2 separate regions of the Canis lupus genome follow, and region 1 is linked to region 2. A link is a contact called in public Hi-C data. All regions are on one chromosome and are shown on one strand. Each heading gives the region's core, a stretch centred on a gene start, on an enhancer-like site or on the middle of the called end of the contact. The rest is flanking DNA. Distances are from core to core; before and after follow the strand shown.

Evidence for each region. Hi-C and Micro-C count contacts between places; a contact is called where the count stands out from the background.
Region 1: a Hi-C map of blood shows a contact between it and region 2, with 1.8 times the contacts expected there. The contact joins the enhancer-like site here to the promoter of MPHOSPH8 in region 2. A contact is called at or near these places in 2 of 9 Hi-C or Micro-C datasets (amygdala and blood).

The regions. Positions count from the first base shown.
Region 1 is chr25:18,614,132-18,616,940 of UU_Cfam_GSD_1.0, reverse strand. No RefSeq gene overlaps it. Among named protein-coding and RNA genes, the nearest start is that of PARP4, 6.0 kb to the right of the region's middle. Within about 2 kb of position 1,475, at least 15 of the 20 cell types and tissues checked have an H3K27ac peak or open chromatin away from gene starts, as enhancers often do. A contact at or near this core is called in blood, where this site is marked.
Region 2 is chr25:18,514,105-18,516,971 of UU_Cfam_GSD_1.0, reverse strand. It overlaps MPHOSPH8 (M-phase phosphoprotein 8), which reads left to right and starts at 1,437. Exons shown (of 14, transcript NM_001145981.1): 1 at 1,437-1,720. The coding sequence starts at 1,496. All of the region lies in intron 2 of LOC111092341 (a long non-coding RNA gene), which reads right to left.

The DNA.
Region 1 (2,809 bases), core at 226-2,725, 100 kb before region 2:
ACAGTTAAAAATATACCTGCCCTACGACCCAGCAATTGCACTGTTGGGGATTTACCCCAAAGATACAGATGCAATGAAACGCGGGGACACCTGCGCCCCGATGTTTATAGCAGCAATGGCCACAATAGCCAAGCTGTGGAAGGAGCCTCGGTGTCCATCGAAAGATGAATGGATAAAGATAATGTGGTTTATGTATACAATGGAATATTACTCAGCTATTAGAAATGACAAATACCCACCATTGGCTTCAACGTGGATGGAACTGGAGGGTATTATGCTGAGTGAAGTAAGTCAGTCGGAGAAGGACAAACATTATATGTTCTCATTCATTTGGGGAATATAAATAATAGTGAAAGGGAATATAAGGGAAGGGAGAAGAAATGTGTGGGAAATATCAGAAAGGGAGACAGAACGTAAAGACTGCTAACTCTGGGAAACGAACTAGGGGTGGTAGAAGGGGAGGAGGGCGGGGGGTGGGAGTGATTGGGTGAAGGGCACTGGGGATTATTCTGTATGTTGGTAAATTGATCACCAATAAAAAAAAATAAAAAATAAAAAAAAAACACGGTGGCACCGGTAGAGGGATAGATACAGAGATCAATAAAAGTAAAATAAAATAAAATAAAATAAAAAAATTCCTGAACTTTCCGGGCGCCTGCGTGCCTCATGTCATGACCTCAGGGTCCTGGATTGAGCGTCCTCACCCCCGACCCCCGTGAGCTCCAGGCTCAGCAGTCGTCTGGAGGGTTCTCACCCTCTGCCCTCCCCCTTCGCCGGGACGCTGGGGCGCCGGGCGCTGGACTCTAGGCGCGGGGCGGGGCGGGGCGGGGCGGGGCGGGGCGGGGGCGCGGTCTGGGCCTGGGGCGGCAGTCACGGCGGGCTTCCCGCAGCGCTCTCGCTGGCTGGGCTGACCGGGTCAGCACCGGGAGCCCGGAGCCCGGAGCAGTCCGTACCCGGGAGCAGTCGGTGCCGGTGGCGGGGAGCCCGGAGCAGTCGGTACCCGGGAGCAGTCGGTGCCGGTGGCGGGGAGCCCGGAGCAGTCGGTACCCGGGAGCAGTCGGTGCCGGTGGCGGGGAGCCCGGAGCAGTCGGTACCCGGAAGCAGTGGGTGCCGGTGGCCGGGAGCCCCGAGCAGTCGGAGCCCGGAGCAGTCGGAGCCCGGAAGCAGTCGGTGCCGGTGGCGGGGAGCCCGGAGCCCAGAGCAGTAGACGCGAGGACGGTCCGGAGCCGGGAGCCCCTGGCAGGTGAGGGGGCGCCGCTGGGAGGACGAGCACTCTCGGCGCAGCGGGTCCGGGCAGGCGGTCGTGGGAGGGGAGGGGCGGCCGCGCGGACTCCCTACCGGAGCGGCGGGGTCAGCTCCGCGGTGCGGTCCTGGTCGTCACCGCGCTGGTGGCCGTGGGACCGCTGCCCGTGCCCGGGGCGTTGTGCTCGGGTGCAGGTCGCCGGCCCTGGGGACAGGACCTGGGCGGGGCCGCCGAGGAGAGCCGGTGCTTAACGCTGGTCCCCGGACGCGGCCTGGGCTCGGGGAGAAGGAGCAGATTGCAATAGAACTCTGTTCTTCGCTCCAGAAGACAGCCTGTTTGATTCAAGTTAGCTATTCCTGAAGTTTGGTTTGGAAAATGAAACTTTTCCAAGAAATAACAGTATTTTTGGTGAATAATCAGGGAACGTAATCGGAACTCCTAATTAGAAACACCACGATAGAAACATTTACAGTGCATGTTGAGGACCAATGTTGAAACCTTGCAGATCCGCTAAATACTTCCTGCAGGGAATGCCCGGTGACTCAGCTGGAGGACTGAACTGCCTTAGAACAAGGCGCTGCTGAAGGTTCCGCCTTTTGGTTCTGGATTGCAAATTAACAATAAACATAAAAAATATTTAAAGTGTAGTGTTAGGATAAAGAAGAAAGCCACTCTCCACTATGTGTATGTGTTGTGGATTTTTTTTTGTTACACTGGAGTTGATCATTTATTCAGTAAACATGTGTTAGATTCCGTCTGTGTGCTTAGAGCTGTAACATTCAGTGGCAGTAGAAGCAGTACCAAAGTAGGTGGTCTTTGCTTTTTAGGGGTTTATAAGTCCCAAGAGGGAGGTGCAGTATTGATGCCATTTGGGTCCAAATATGCAAATCATGGCAGAAATAGAAAGCTTTTCTATAATACTAGGCTTTAAGTGATGCATGAAAGAGTAAGCAAACATTTACTGAATGCCTGCTTGTACCAAAAGTGATCTAGATTCTAGAGATATATAGATAAGCAAGGCACAGCCCCCCACATAGGATTGACCCTCCTGGAGAAACAGGTAATGTTAAGAGTGGAGAACAGCCAGTGGTTACAGACAGGGGTGTGATGAAAGTTGCCAGGTTCTGGGACTGTTCCGAGGGCCAGAGCAGGGCCGAGAATCAGAGGGAAAAGGGTTCCAGGAGGACTTTCTGGATGGGGAGATCCTGAGGCTTTCAGAGAGGAGGAGATGTCAGTTGTGAAGACAGGAAACTGCAAGGGAGTAAGGCCCTTGCTCCCAACTACAGCAGTGGTTTCTGGATAGAGGAGCTAGAATTTGTGAGGAGGAGCTCAGGGAGCTTCGCAGGAGCTGGGGATGTGTGTTCTTGTCCGGTGTTCATAACAGCCTGATGGATGGAAGACACTCAAAAATCTTGCATGTGCACAACAAGCTCTGGTGACAACATGAATGAACACTGACTGTTTAGAAAAAGCTTGGAAAGGAGGGAGAGATGGTGGCACATGTCTGTCAAGAAAGCTGCTAGCCAAGAGGGGGGCCACACATTCAAGAGAGACTCCATATACCAT
Region 2 (2,867 bases), core at 188-2,687:
TAAAACCACCTTTTTTTTTTTTTTTTTTAAGATTTTATTTATTTATTCATGAGAGACACAGAGAGAGGCAGGCAGAGACACAGGCAGAGGGAGAAACAGGCTCTTCAAGGGGGGCTCGATGTGGAACTGGATCCTCAGACCAGGATGACGTCCTCAACCGCTCAGCTACCCAGGTGTCCCAAAAAAACCACCTGTTTGCACCAAAGACGTCTCTAGAATTTTTTCTTGGCCATTGGCTTAGAATCCTAACGTCTTTCCTACATCACCCAAATGGATCTGCTGGACCATAGATGATTCTTCAACCTCTGAGTTCACTTAAAAGAGTAAATCTTATAAATTAAGTCCACCATTCAAAGAAACAAAAATGAAAAACTCCTTGGGGCACCTGGCTGGCTGTCAGAAGAGCTTCCATTCTTCATCTCCAGGTCCTGAATTTCAGCCCCAAGTTGGGTATAGATAACTTAAATAAATGACACTTAGCAGAATAAAAAAATTAAAAGCTCGATACCACAATTTTATTTGAATCCAAAGTGAGAAAACTATTTTACCCTTAGGTGGGTTATCATAGCAACTCTGGGTGACTATCTTTGTCAATCATCCGTAAGGTGGACAACGTAATTTTATCACGTCCAGATATTTTCAATGGGGGAAAAATCCCTAGAACTTGAAAAACAATTAGTTTTGGCCTGATACTTAACATTTTTTTCCTATCTGTAAACAATACTAGAATATAACAGCACTGAGTGATGTTTGTATCGTCCACACGCGTTTAACGAATCTCAATCACACCGCATGTCCGGCCCGCTCCGGTCCCGGCAGAGGTGGGCTGCTGTTCTGGGGAACCTCGCAGCTGTCCGTCCCCTCGGGGCGGCCGTCAGGTCCCAGGAGCGGTCGGGGTCCCCTGGGGCGGCCGTCAGGTCCCAGCAGCGGTCGGGGTCCCCTCGGGGCGGCCGTCAGGTCCCAGCAGCGGTCGGTTTCCTCAGGCACAGCCGTCAGGCCCCAGCAGCAGTCGGTCCCCTCAGGCGCTTGGGCTCCTTCTCCAAGGCGAATAGCCGCGCTCCGCGGTGCCCCGGCGGCCCCTTCCCCGCCGGGTGAGCCCGCCTCTCTCCCTTTTCTCCGGCGCCCAGACAAGCCCCTCCCTCTCCGCCCACCCCAACCGGCCGTTCCTGCCCTTCCCCCCAGGAGCGCCAGAGCTGCCCTTCCCCGCGCCTCCCCAGCGCCGCAGCTGCCCAGCGCCTCACTCTCACGGCCTATTCGCCCCGCCCTTCCTCCCGGGCGCCCCTCAGCCCGCCCACCCACTTCCCGTAGACTCCGCGGGCTCCAGCGCGCCCGCCTCGACGTGATTGGTGGGTGTGTGTGTCGCTCCAGGGTCCGGAGGCCGCTATTGGCGGGTCTCCCTAGTAGCGTCACGTGGATTCGGGCCAAGCGCGGAGCGCGAGGAACCGCCAAGGGTGTGTGTCGCAGCCGCTCTTCGTCGGCGGTTTGCTGGGCTCCGATGATGGCGGCGGCGACGGTCGCCGAGGGAGTGAGCATGACTGCGAGTCCTGTCTCAGGTGCCGCAGGCAATGTGGAGTCTCCTGAAGCTGAAGGAGAAGGTGTCGGAGCAGCGGGCGAAGAGAAGGACGCAGCCACAAGAGGCGCGGAGGCAGCCGGAGACAGCGAGGAGGACGGAGAGGATGTATTCGAGGTGGAAAAGATCCTGGACATGAAGACCGAGGGGGTAGGTGTGCGGCGGGGAGGCGGCGCTGGGCGCGCAGGGCGTGCCGTGAGGCGGGAGCGGAGGGGCTTCTGCGGAGGGCGGCCGTGCGTACACGGGGAGCCCTCCCGGAGTTGTGCCGTGGACGTGGGCGGGAAGGAGCTTGATCGCTTGCGCCCCGGCCAGCGTGCGGGTGTTGGGGGCGGACTCCGGCTGTGGCCGCGGGCTCGTGCGGGTTTCGGGAGCGGGGCTCCTTTCAGGAACTTTGGCCGGGTTGCGTGGCTGGGGGCGGGAAGCATCGGAGTCCGCCGGCTGCGGCAAGATCCGCGGCGGTGTCGGCGTGCCTCCTCGAGAGGGCCGCTGCTCTGCTCCGGGAGGAGACTCTGTGGGCCGGCTCCCATCCCCGTCCGGGCTGCTTGTCGTCCGTCCAGTGCTCTCCAAAGCTTTGGTCCGTTTTCTGCCTTAAAATCCACGGGGATTCCCGTTCATCCCCGGAATCTCGTCCAAGAGGGTGGTGTTTAGAGGCCTTCCAAGTCTGACCGTTGTCTTCCCTCTCACTTTGTTACGGGAGAGCAACCTCACTGTAGTCCTGACCTCCTCCGTCATACTGACCCTAGACCCCCCCGTTCTCCCGCCCCCCAGTCTCTCAGGTCTCTCTGAGAATCAGTTTCCCTGGGAATCCCTGCGGAGTGAGATCTTCAAGTTTGCCCTCCCAGCAGTGGGTCGGACCTCTGAGCTTTAAAGCATTATTATATACGTGTTTGTCTCTCTGCTACATGGTAGGCTCACTGGTTAAAGGAAATATGATTCTTACTAATTTTTGTATTACTGGTACTCAGAAGATTAAATGACTAAATGAGTCATGGACTGCAGGGTGGGATGGAGGAGAGAGGGTGCACAAGTAGGGAGACAGTCTGTGTCAGTAGGTAAGTGTGAGGTGACCAAAGGGCCCGTATGGTGATAGGGTCTCTGTCTTCTTTTTATATTATCTATTATTTTCTGTTTGACTATTTAGCAAACTTTTTTTTTTTTTTTCTTCACACGCCTTGTGCTAGATGCAGCGTTAGGTACTGAGGATATGGAGATTAATTGTAGCATACACAGTTGCTGAAGCTGAAAAATTTGTCGGGATAAATTGTTGATATCCAATGTATTACTATTATTGCTAGTT